4 separate regions of the Zea mays genome follow, and all the other regions are linked to region 1. The links are chromatin contacts, called in public Hi-C maps. All regions are on one chromosome and are shown on one strand. Each heading gives the region's core, a stretch centred on a gene start, on an enhancer-like site or on the middle of the called end of the contact. The rest is flanking DNA. Distances are from core to core; before and after follow the strand shown.

What was found. A called contact is a pair of places that touch in the nucleus more often than the background predicts.
Region 2: a contact with region 1 is called in a Hi-C map of ear, with 2.3 times the contacts expected there. The contact joins the promoter of LOC100285184 here to the promoter of LOC100381630 in region 1. A contact is called at or near these places in 2 of 25 Hi-C or Micro-C datasets (ear and tassel).
Region 3: a Hi-C map of ear shows a contact between it and region 1, with 4 times the contacts expected there. The contact joins the promoter of LOC100276692 here to the promoter of LOC100381630 in region 1. A contact is called at or near these places in 2 of 25 Hi-C or Micro-C datasets (ear and tassel).
Region 4: a contact with region 1 is called in a Hi-C map of tassel, with 9 times the contacts expected there. The contact joins the promoter of LOC100284783 here to the promoter of LOC100381630 in region 1. A contact is called at or near these places in 16 of 25 Hi-C or Micro-C datasets (bundle sheath, ear, endosperm and 6 more) and 2 of 3 datasets of contacts at active chromatin or transcription factors (leaf and seedling).

Annotation. Positions count from the first base shown.
Region 1 is chr5:76,059,753-76,062,772 of Zm-B73-REFERENCE-NAM-5.0, reverse strand. It overlaps LOC100381630, which reads right to left and starts at 1,711. Exons shown (of 2, transcript NM_001361460.1): 1 at 1-1,711. The coding sequence starts at 1,584.
Region 2 is chr5:76,957,124-76,960,008 of Zm-B73-REFERENCE-NAM-5.0, reverse strand. It overlaps LOC100285184 (zinc finger, C3HC4 type family protein), which reads right to left and starts at 1,585. Exons shown (of 8, transcript NM_001158078.2): 1 at 1,364-1,585; 2 at 50-387. The coding sequence starts at 332.
Region 3 is chr5:75,320,945-75,324,167 of Zm-B73-REFERENCE-NAM-5.0, reverse strand. It overlaps LOC100276692, which reads left to right and starts at 1,910. Exons shown (of 1, transcript NM_001150419.2): 1 at 1,910-2,936. The coding sequence starts at 2,119. The coding sequence ends at 2,553.
Region 4 is chr5:75,255,694-75,258,824 of Zm-B73-REFERENCE-NAM-5.0, reverse strand. LOC100284783 (golgi SNARE 12 protein) reads right to left here and starts at 1,791. Exons shown (of 5, transcript NM_001157678.1): 1 at 1,186-1,791; 2 at 1,018-1,107; 3 at 835-906; 4 at 332-461; 5 at 1-204. The coding sequence starts at 1,527. The coding sequence ends at 107.

The DNA of each region.
Region 1 (3,020 bases), core at 462-2,961:
TAAGCCCACATGGCTCTTGCTGCTTGCTACATGAGGCAGTTCGCATGCCGCCTCCATGTTCCCACTCTTGCATAGTGCCGCGAGGTACTTGGCCAAAACAGAGTCAACTGCCCAGGCTTCCTGCTTGACTGCCCTATTTAGCAGCTCCCGCACCCTGTCCAGCTTCCCCTCCTGACACAGCACGTTTGAAAGCATGGTAAATGTCCGACGCCCCGGGAAGTACCCTCCTTCCATAGTTTCCTCAAATACCAGGCATGCTTCCTCTGTCTCCCCACCATGGCACAGTGCCTTGATCAGATTATGGTAGACATCTTTGTTTGGGTTGATCCCGAGCTCCACTCTCGACCTATACAAATCCATGGCTACTTCAACAAGACCAGCCTTGCAAAAGAAGCAAAGCGCAGCATTCATGGTGCGTATGCCAGGAGCAATGCCCTCCTCCATCATTTGAACAAGCAAGTCATACACTTCGCCAAGTCTGTTCCTGACAAGCAAGCGATAAATAAGGCTGTCACACCGCCGCCCATCAAGGATGTAGCCTTCACTTTCCTTCTTATCAGAGAGGAACTTCATCGTAGCATCAAGCTCGCCAGCACCAAAGAGTCCATTGATCCACGCACCATACACATCACTGGATGGAAACTTACTAACGAGCTCGCTTGCCTCCGCAAAACGTCCACGGCGGCAGAACTCGGTGAGGATGCAGCCAGCCGCCGGGCCACGGGATGCATCAGCAAACGGCATGGTGTCGAGGAGAGCAACGGCATCGTCGAGGCGGGCGCGACGACAGAGGCTCTTGATGCATATGCTTGTAGCGACGGGGCTGGGGGCAAGGTTGTGGGCGAAGGACTCGGCAAGATCGTGCATCGACGCATCGACCAGGGAGTTGAGGAGGATACGTGAAGAGACGGGGTCGGGGTCGAGGCCGTGGAAGCGCATGCGGCCGAAGATGTTGAGCCCGCGCTGCGGGTCGCCCGCGATGGCATAGCCGATGATGAGCGTGTCGTGGAAACGCAGGTGGCCGCCTCTCGCGGAGGTGTCGAAGAAGCGGTGGAGCCAATCGAGAAGGACGGCATTGCGGCGCGCGCATCTAAGGAGGCGGAAGACGGTGTGGTAGACGGCCCGCGTGTGGTGGTAGCGCCGGTGACGGCCCGACCAGTCGAAGAACTTGAGGCGGAGCAGCAGCAGGGCGGCGTCGTTGTGGAACCCCCTCGGATGGTGGCGGAGCACGGCGAGGACGAGCGTCTCCGAGAGCGGGAGCGCCTCTAGCGGGGCCGTCTCATCGGACGCGAGCGCCTCGTAGATCGCGTCGAGCGCCTTGGGCGGTGTCGGCGCAGAAGCGGAGTTGCGGGACTCGTGGAACCAGTCGTGGAAGGCGGCGGCGATGGCGGACGAGGACGCGGCTACGAGGCGCGCGTCCTCGGGGCGCGCTGGGAGCAGCGGAGAGAGTGGCGGGAGCGGCGGCGGGCGCGGCCGAGACGAGGCGGCGGACGCCGAGAAGGCGTTCGAGAGAATGGCGAGGGGACGCGAGAGGTGAGCGTGGAGCCGGCGGCGGGAGAACTGGGCGAGGAGGATGCGGGGCATGGCGAGGCGGGCGGTGGTCAGCGCCGCGGACGTGGCCGCCGGCAGCAGTGGCGGCCGGCAGCGGCAGGTGGCATCTGGGTGCGTGCAGGTGGGCGGGTGGGCAGGACGGCGGCGGCGGGCAGGCACCAGGCACAGCCAGGGTATCCCTACGGAGTTGACCTTGGGTTATTGGGTCATTGATCAGTCGTGGTAGCGTGCTGCGGGCCGATTGTTTGTTTGGGTCCGTCTAGCTCCGGCCGTTTCTCTCTTTCGTTTTTTTCTCTTTTATTTATTACACAGGTATATTTATATTATCGCATGATACTCCCTCTTTTTATAAATATATACCGCGGTGCTGGCTTTCTTTTCAAAAACTTTAATCACTCATCTTATATTAAAAAATCGTGAGTTATTATTTATTTGTCATGATTTATTTTATCACTCGAGATCACGATTTAAACTTTTATATTTTTAATAATATTTTGAATAAGATGAGTGGTTAAAGTTTTTTTAAAAAAAATAACGACGTCATATATTTATTTATGATCTGAGATAATAGTAGATATTTTTATCATCGCCGACATAGTAAAAAGTATCTCTATTTTGTGAGAAGCTCCTTGTCTTGTGGCTAGGTTTGTTTGAAGTGCATAGGGATATGAGCACTTGGTTCTTATCAATAACCCATTAGTATCTATAGTATGGCTTGTGCTAAACTTAATTCAAAACCAGAAAATAGAGTAAACTAGGTGTATACCAAGGCTTGTTATCCATATGATGGCACGCCCCCGTCGGTGTTTACTACCGACGGCACACTACGGGGCGTATCACGCAGTGCTTTTAAAAGGGCGGCGATGTCGATCGTAGCTCGATGGTTCGTGCAGGGCACGACGAAACACAACGAGTTATACAGGTTTGGGCTTCTATTGGGCGTAATACCCTACGCCCTATGGTTTTTTCTGGGAGTTGTATTGCTCTAAGTTCGAGGGTTTACATGTAATTGCTGAAGGTACCAGTCTAGCGGGGCTAACCTTTTTGTAGGGGTGCCCCCTCATTCTTATATAGCCAACTGAGGAGATATCCATGTACATATCAGAGTACTTACGTGAGTCTATCCACCACCTGCTGCGATTGCGCCAAATCTTCCTGTCGGTGTCTAGTGTCCGACCGCACAACCGGGGGTACCCTCGTGATGCTTTTGGGTAGGACGATGTCGCAGATTGTAGCTCGATGGTTCATGCCAAAAGCATGAGAGAGAGTCGGGCGATTTTCTACAGGTTCGGGCCGCTTTGAGAGGTGTAATACCCTACTTTCTAGGGTGACTTTTGTATGTGTGGTGTGTTTACAAGTGGCGTTTCCTGAATGGAGAGGTGCTAATGAGATGAAAATGATGGGGTTCCCCTAGGCCTTATATACACGACCGCGGGGCACTCCCTATGCACACGCTGATCACACTCTTC
Region 2 (2,885 bases), core at 336-2,835, 900 kb before region 1:
CACTTGCTCGCCTAGGCGCCTTAAGAACACTGATAGTCAAAGAGCAAACCTTCACTATCAAGGCAAATCCGGCATTGAGGAACGTCCTGAATAACAAGGTGAGTTTCTTCATTGGCATCGATATGTTCATTGTCGTTGTCATCATCAACGCTCACTGGGTTGATTTCACATGAGGCTAGATGCTCTGTTGATCTCTCTATCAGGTTTAGTTGTGAACTTGTTGACTGTGAATCTGACACTTCTGCATGATCACAATGGGGCACAAACTGCATCGTCTCTTCTGTTTGAGTGCCATGAGAAGCCAACTGCATGATAAACAGGACCCAAATCATAGCCAGACATCACCAAGCAAGCATTTTGTCAAGCATTTGATAAAAAAACCAGGTCCTGCAAGATAATATGTGGTAGGTAAGTCGTGTACCAATAAGTAGGATGTGCTGAAAGGTTAAAACTGATAAACTACATGTTAAAAATAAATCAATACCACATAAAAATCAAGCCAATTAGAATAAAATGCCCTCATGCACATAATCTATCACAATGATTTTAAGTATGGCTAGCTAGCTGAAACCTAAAGTTTGGTTGGGTCATCACTCATCAGGGATAATATCAGTCTCAGAATATGGAGATGATAAGTCATGTATATGTTAATCAGAGCATGGGTGCTTTTGCTTAGCTTGATATTTCAACCTTTACTCGGTAAAATGAACCAACATACTTGATAGCGAAGCCATTAGGTTCGAACGGTCGGTTTTGTGTTACTTGGTTTTAAAAGATTTGATGTCTGACTGTTCCGTCTGCTTTGCTGGGGCTGACAGGTAAAGCAGTAATATACGGTTCAATCCCATGTTGGGAGCCTATTACTATTGTTTATACTTTTGAGTTTTGATAAGGATCGGTGCACTAGATTTTGCCAGCCACACTACAAAATAAAGTTAGCTACTACTGTGGGGACCAGTGACCAAGGCGAGCCTGACCTCAACCCAGCCACAGCCAGCATCGATGGATATGGATGGAACCAGGAAAGGAGGGAATCGAATTCCAACAGTATATCTGCTCGAACCAAGTATCTCTAGCACATCACCATCTTATCTAGAACCACACAAAACCCCCACGGTTCCAGATACCCATATCCCAGTTATTACTGTCCCGATTCCCCCGCTACCTATGATGCAGCAGCGCCAATCCAGAGCCTTCAGCTGCTGGGTTAGCTACACATACATGCGCATGGGTCCGTCGAAGCGCCCTGCGGGACGACTGCTGACGAGAGTCGAGGAGCAGAGCAGAGCAGAGCAGAACGCGAATCGGCGACCCTAGACGCCGCGGTCGCGCGAGAGGACGGAAGAGGCGCGAGCGTACGTACCTCGTGCGCCCACGCGGGATGTGTCTCCCTCCAATGGGGGTGGGGGGATCAGGCAGAGGCGCGGCGGAGATCTGAGCGCCGGGCGAAGGTGACGAGATAGGAGACGAGCGGCCGGAGGTATGGTATGGTATGGTATGGACGGGTGCGGCCGGCGGGGGGGCGGCGGCGTCAGGTGTCTTGTTCTGGAAGGGAGGGATTCGAGACCGGAGACTTGGAGACGGGAAGATTGGGAATGGAAAGGGTTGGTTGGATTGTCCTGTTGCTCGTCTTGTACTCTTGTTCCCTGCTCCTTCTCCGTCCCGCCCTGCATTGACCTCGACGCGCTCGGTTTGATTTCTTTTTCTCTTTTTTTAAAAAATTTTTGGACCAAGCAGGGATGGCTAAGGGCCTGTTTCTGTTTGGATCTACCTCGGTTTTAAAAAAAAAAACTGATTTCTATACCTGATTTCTAGAAACTGGCTTTTAGATAAAAACTGCACAAAAGTGTTTGAATCAAAAGTTTTTAAAATTTGGTCTCTAGCTTCGACAATGACCGTTGTATCCTTGGCGGAATGCATGAGCAAGAGCGCAGGTCAGATCGATCTGCGGCCGCGCTGAAGGAAACGGAGGCCTGGGCGCTCCCACGAGATGACGAGATGCGTGGAGGAGTCGAGGAGACACGAGTAGAGATGGCAATAGATCTCGTTTCCTAATTCTTTACGGGAATTCATTAGGAAACGGGAAAGTTTTTTATCTCACAGGGATATAAATAGAAAAAAAATCTCTCTAGACCAATAAACGAGAATGGGTACGAGAAAGCATTTCTCATCCATTTTTCATATAGACCCCGTTAAATTTATATATGGTGATATTTTTTATATAATAGTTAATAATAAAAATAAATAATTATATTGTTAAGAGATTAGATGTTATATAAATATGTTTATTTTAATGTGCATAATGATTTTTTATATCTGACACTAATTTCCCGTTTCCATTCCTGGCGTGAGTGTTGCCTCCTGGGCGGTTACAACACGCCTGGATGTAGACCGGACGCCTGGGCGTGGAGTTGGCCGGATTGCTGCTCGGATGAACACGGGGAGGCCTGGGCGCGTGGAGTTGTTGCTCGCGACGGTGGCATTGTTTAGTAATTATTTTCCAACTCATTAAGGGTAGTACGTAATTAGCCAACCAAAACTGGTTTTAGTAAGGGTTAAACAGATTATTGATTTTTAAGAAACCAGGAAACAGGTTTTTGGAAATTGAATAAAAACTATACCTGTGTAAAGGCCTTCTAACTTTTAAAAATCAGTTTATAAGAAACTAGGCAAATCAAAATAGAACCTAAGCTAGTGGAAATAGCTAACAGCCCAACGAATATTGCGCAAGCGTGAAGTCTTCGTGAATCATAGAATCGTAGTCAGTGGCGGTCTGGCGGACATGAAGGGGCCCCTACTATGTTGATAAAACTCCATTGGCTATAGAGGTATAGTATAGATGAGAAAGAAGGAAGAAGAAAAATAGAGAAAAATGAGCCCTCACA
Region 3 (3,223 bases), core at 661-3,160, 740 kb after region 1:
AGTATAGATAAATGGGTATTGAGATATTTATTCAAATATAATTATTATTTATTTATAAACACTAAGGTATGTGTGGTCTGGTGGTTACCTCTAAATGTTTGGAGCAAGGGGTTGTGGGTTTGAGTGCTCGCTTTGCACTATTTTTTGCACGGTGTAGTAGCACGGAGGGTAAAGTCGTGGTAGCACCAGATTCCCACATTAGGTTTTTAATAGATATGATGTCATTGAAGGGTTGCTCGTCATTAGCCGGGAGTGCTCCATGGTTGGCTTGATGATGTTGGTGGTGGAGACATCGAGGTGATCTTTGGAACCAGTCATATGGGGCCATTTTTTATAGATCTAAACACCCTCTTCCCCAGCGGAGTCGCCAAAAAGTATGTTGACGCCGATCTAGGCGCCAAACACTGGAACGAACCACCTGGTGGTGCTCTCTGTGGAGGCGCAGACAATCTACGGCATAGGGTCGGACGGTCCACGACTTGGGCGCAGGAGCGGATCCTCCTCTGCTTGCTTTCGAACGGTTCGCATCTGGGGCTAGTCTGTCCGCGATGGCACAGAGGGTATTCTTCTCCGCGAAGAACCCTAGAACTTGTCCCCGGGAGAGATTCCGTCGAGGGGGAGAGTTCCAAGGCGTTGCTCTATGTCAGCAGGCCACCCTGTGAGTCTCTAATTAGTATCGAGTCGAACAGAGATTGTTGTGGAAGACTAAACTAGATCTAAACCTAAGGCTAGATTACTCCTACTCCTAATTGAATATGTGCACGCGGACTGTCCGGCTGCCAAACTAACGAGGTGCCAACTTAGAGGCCATAGAATTCCAAATTCTAGAGAAAGCATCAGGACAATAGAAAGTTCATCCCCATCATCGCAAAAAGAAGTAGAATAAGTTGTACTCCCACATGCTCTCTCGAGGCATGTGTGGTCGCACATTATCAGCGTTGTTGGTGTGATCCACTCAAGAAGCCACTGAACCTTGTCCATCCTCTCTTGGTTAAGGATCTCCACGCTCAAAACTGACTCCAATGAATGGGATAGTTGTCATGGCGTCGTGACGGATTAGCAAGATGGGATGACTACAGTTGGTTGGAGGCAGATATGGGAGAGAGAGAGAGAGAGAGAATACTATTTCGTGAGTGCGACAGATTGTGTATTGTGAAGGAAAAAGAAGACTCATGATTTAAGGTGTTCTTCTCTCCCTTTCTTACAATTGACTCGCATAGCACCCGAAGTGTTGCACGGCCCTTGTAATTCAAGATTCGTGCAACATGGCTATTGTCTAATGTTTTTGTTGATGGTCAAGGTGATTGAAACATAAAGTATCCTCCACAAACACGACAGTCTTGTTCTATCAAAGCCAAACCTCGTGTTGGCTATGCTAGCCTCGAGGCCCTATGAGCAGGGGCTTTACGCGGGAGCCCTGGTTCTCCTTAGAACATCCTACAAGCAGGATGACCTTTGAGCGGTGCGGCCTCAGTACCATGTGTGCCCCCAACCAAGTTGCTCGCATGTGGCTTTGGCGACTAAGATAAGGCTCACATCCATCACGTTTATTGTGAGGGGTGATGCTATGGCCAAAAGGTGACACTGTATCCATATCTAATGCTATAGGTATACCCACGAGCACTATAAGTTCACACGTATCTAGCGACTACATGCTACAACATGCTCGATGTCATATACACCTATACATGTCACTATGGCGTATCATACTTTGTCATTAAAATCCACATCTAAGACATGATCCATGTACAACTACGATAAGATAGGAGTACTAGTTAAATCTCTGTTGGGCATTGGACCAGATCATGCTCGTGCTGGGCTTTCGGGCCTCGTGTTCTCTCACCAATTATAGTGGGTAGCTAGTAAATGCATGCATCTATATATGGACATGTATGCATGCTATTAGAGTATTAGTTAGAAGCGTACCACTGCACGAAGAGAGAGGTACGATCGGGAGGGAAACTCTCATGGCCATACACCTATCATCTCCTTTTCGTGACATCCTACTGTGTATATATAACCAACAACGATCATGTTAGTTCCACAAGCAAATTAAACCTATCATCATCTTCTCCGATCCATCAACAATCGCCGAGAGCGATCGAGAGATAAATAAAGATGAAGAAAGTGGCATCATCGTCAGCCGTTCTCTTCGTGCTAGCCCTGACGCTAGTTTGTGCCCCGCTGATAGCAGAGGCAAAGAAGAAGAGAGTCGCCGCCGCCGCCGCCGAGGAGAAGAAGGTGCAGGACAACTTCTGCTCGACGCTGTGCGAGGGCAGGAAGGGGATGGACCTGGTGGTGTGCAAGGAGTCCTGCGACCTCTCACAGCGCTCCAACCTGGTGCTGTACGGCCGGATCCAGTGCAAGGGCAAGTGCACCGAGCAGAAGGGCATCACCGCGCCGCAGATGAAGGTGTGCCAAGAGGCGTGCGACAAGGACTACGTGGTCAAGGCGGCTGAGGTCACCAAGGCCTGCAACACCACCTGCGCCAAGGAGAAGCAGCCTCTGCTCAGCGAGAACTGCAGGAGGTCCTGCACCCCTCCTCCTTCCTGAACGCAGAGCACGCCCGCCGGTCGTCGTCTTCTGCCTGCTTGCGTGACACTGAATCACTGATACATCATACATGCATGCATGGGATGCGATGACGATTTGATGCATGCATGCATGGGTATACCTACCAATTTGATGACCGACGATGTATAGTTTCGTCGACTGCTTCATACACATATATAGCAGCCCAATTAATGTAACGTCACGCAAATAAGCATTTGCGGTAATTTTTTGTCTCGTTGATTCGATGAATAAAGGGCATGCTTGAGAGTAAAGTATTTTTAGTTTCTAGGTGATACCGTGGTTTAAAGTAATATTAGAGCATTTTAGGCGTTCGGTTCCTTTTCTAAAAGGAAATTATGATTTCAAAATCATGTTATTCTAAATTCTATAATATTTTTGGAGCCAACACAATTTTTTTATGACATGGCTAGCTTTTGCCTAAATACCATAGTTTATAATGTTTATCCAAATAATGTTTTTCAAAACCATAGTTTATTTGAGCTAACCAAAACTATGATATTGTTAAGATAATTGTAGATTATAAAATATTGTAAAACCATAATTTAAAAAAAAATATTGTTGCTAAGTAGACCATGGTTCTGTTTCCCCAGTGGATTGTTGTCTATATAAGTCAAAAATAAATTTTTCTTCTCTTCATGTAATAATCGTA
Region 4 (3,131 bases), core at 542-3,041, 800 kb after region 1:
TCTCGTTCGTTCCATCTTTCTCGGTGAGGCAGACGATACAGCTATCTGATATCAACCAGCTAATCCGGGCCAAGGGAGATCGGGAGCTTCTCTCAGGTGCGACCCATCATTTCGAAAGCCAGTAAATGATCAGGAAGATGGTGCAGGCCGCGATCACTGCCGAGAGGATTATGGTGTCCTTTGATTTCTTCCGCTTGATGGCACCTGCAAGGGCGGATTAGGCATAATTATATATGGATGTAGCGTCACACAGCAGTGAGCAATACGATGCCAGCATGACAAGAAATCAGTGCTGCGGCCTGCGGCGGCAGAGAAGGGATCAATATATTACCAAGAAGACCTCTGATTACCGGGAACTTTTCACCCAGCTGCTTCACTTTCCCTTGAATGTCTCCAAACATGGCCCTCTGATTGTTAAGAGCTACTCTTGTGCTTTGAGCTTGGCCAATTACCTCATCAATCTGAAATCAAGGTAAAAAAATGTAACCTCCTTGGCGCCAAGGGTAGAGCTCTGCACAAATGTATATTGGCAGGCACTGGCACGGTGCAAATATTCTTGCGTTGTAAACGTTCCTAGCGACGACCTATTCCTTTACACCCCCGATTGCAGAGTCAAATGGCAATATGGTGCGGCGGTGGCCGGTGGCTAATGAAAGATACATTTGCTTCCACAAGTTTCTTATCACAGTTTGGCACATGGCACCATTGGTATCAGCTTAGGATGAACATTCAGTTTCTTAAACTAGATTCTTCCCAGGCAAAGCTAAGCAACTGTGGTATACTGTTTGAAACTATAATGGACAACAATGTAAGCCTGTCTAACTCCAGGAATACCTGGTTGATGCTGCCATGAATGGAAGCTCGTTCCCTGAGCAAATGCACTCTTGGCGACATGCCACCGGAGGCCTGGCCAGGATTTCGACAGAAGAGAGTGTTAAGATGGGCACAATGCACACGACAATAGAAACGGCACGTACAAAGCAGCAGCAGTGGAAGAGTTCCTGGGAAGAAACGAACCCTGGACTCGGTGATGTCGTCTCGGACGGAGTTGAGTAGATCGGCGTGCTCCCTCATGGAGCTCAGGTTCCCCCTCGTCCGCCTGAACTCCTGCTTCCATGCTTGGAGCGATTACTAACCGGTGGATCAACGAAAGGAGACTGCGAGGAGCGGAGCGGAGGAGTGGACCTGCGTGAACTCGTGGAGGATGTCGCGGTGGCGCGCGAGCTTCTGGGAGACGGAGGTGGTGGTGGCGCTGGAGGCGGCGCAGCGGCTCATGGCGTCGTTGACGTCCTGCAGCTTGCCGAGCAGCGACTGGATCTCGAACTCCATGGACTTCCAGGAGGAGCGGTCGGCGGTGGGGGAGGCGGCGCCCGAGGCGGAGGAGGAGGAGCGCGCGGCGAGGCGCGCGTAGGAGGAGAGCTTCACGTCGAGGTCGCCCTCCAGCTTGCGCGCCTCCCGCCGCAGCTCCTCCCACCCGGACTCCTGCAGCTCCAGCGCCGCTGCCGCGTCCGACGACGACGACATCATCTCCGGCACGGCGCCGCGCGAGATCCGATCCGGCTAGGGGTCTGGGGCCGGGGCCGCTTGTGATGCGAAGGAGAAGCGCGGGGAGTGGGGAGTACTCCCGATCTGGATCCGGCCGCGTGCCGTCGTGGGGAGGTTCGGACTCGCAAGGAGGATCAAACGGCCGCGGCGGCGACGGAGGAGGAACGTCTGTTCGATCGGAGGCGAGGGCAGTTTAGCCGGTGGAGATGGAACGGAAGGAATCGTGGCTACACCCCTGCTTCATCGCGATATTTCATCACAGTCCCTTCCATTCCATCCCATCCTGTGTCGTGCAGGTGCAGTGTTCATTGTTCTGCGTTTTGGCATTTCGATGCGAATTTCGTGCAAGGAAAAAAAAACCCGCTGGCGCTCCGTTTTGCCACGACCGGTAGGAATAGGTCCGAGCAAAATCAAAAGGCAGCAACTTCTCATACTTTTTTTACAATCCTCTAGAGATCAAAAGGGGGCTAAATTATGAATTGGCAATGCTAAAAATGGCCATAGAGTAGATACAAAGAGAATGCACAAATTGAAAATGTGTGTCATAGCCCGATGAACCTACATACTTCCGTTATGTGCCTCCATCTTAGTTATTATAACCATGGGCCATTGCTGAAATTACTATATGGTGCTAAATGTTACTTGGGCTGCTGGACCGAACCCTAATCCTAGGCCCACCTCTTCTAGTTGATATGCACATGCGAGTTGCGACACATATGAGTGTACTATTTCTACGTTCCAATTTATAATTCGTTTGACCTTTTTGCCCTAAATTTAACTAACTCGTCTTATTTAAAAAAATTATAATTATTATGAACCGTTGCTATAATATTGTTTACCATATAATATACTTTATGTATGCCTTTGAAATTATTTTTTAATTTTTTTGAATAAAACAAGTCGTTCTTCTAAAGTTTTCTTTATTTCTCTCATGGAGTAGGTGGCACTATATTTCCTTGCTGAAATAGGACTCTTTACATTTTCTAGAGCAACACCACTTAAGAATTCTAAAAAAATAGGGTTGCTTGATGTTTTTATATTTTTATGTCCTTTTTCATTTTTCTAAAAGAATGGGCGGAATCAATGGTTAATCTCTACTTAATTTGGTGAACTATGGTGTTCAACATTTTTACCTGGGGCTACTGTTAATTAGCCATCTACTTAATTTTCTTAAACCTAGCATAAAAGTTCTACTATTTTTTTTCCTTTTATTTACATACTTTAAACAAAGGTTCAAAAAAGTCAAATGAATTATAAATTGTAACGGAAGGAGTATAAAAAAGGTCAACTAGTCATTCTTTGTTCTATAATACGAATCATTTTAATCTCGTAATTCCTTCTAACCGAATAGGAATAATTGATCAAGACCAATGGTAGAATTTATCAAGTGAAGTGTTGTCCAAGGTAGACATGGATTTGTCTTTGATTTCCATGGGCTTGCTTGGGCAAGCTTTGCCAACCTGCAAGGCATATCTCAGCTGTCTATCGCTTTGCTTCAACCCGTAACGCTTGAGCTTTTGACAGAGCGTGCATGTCACTCAAACCACTCGTGTTAATGACGACACGAGAGAAACAAAAATATGTAC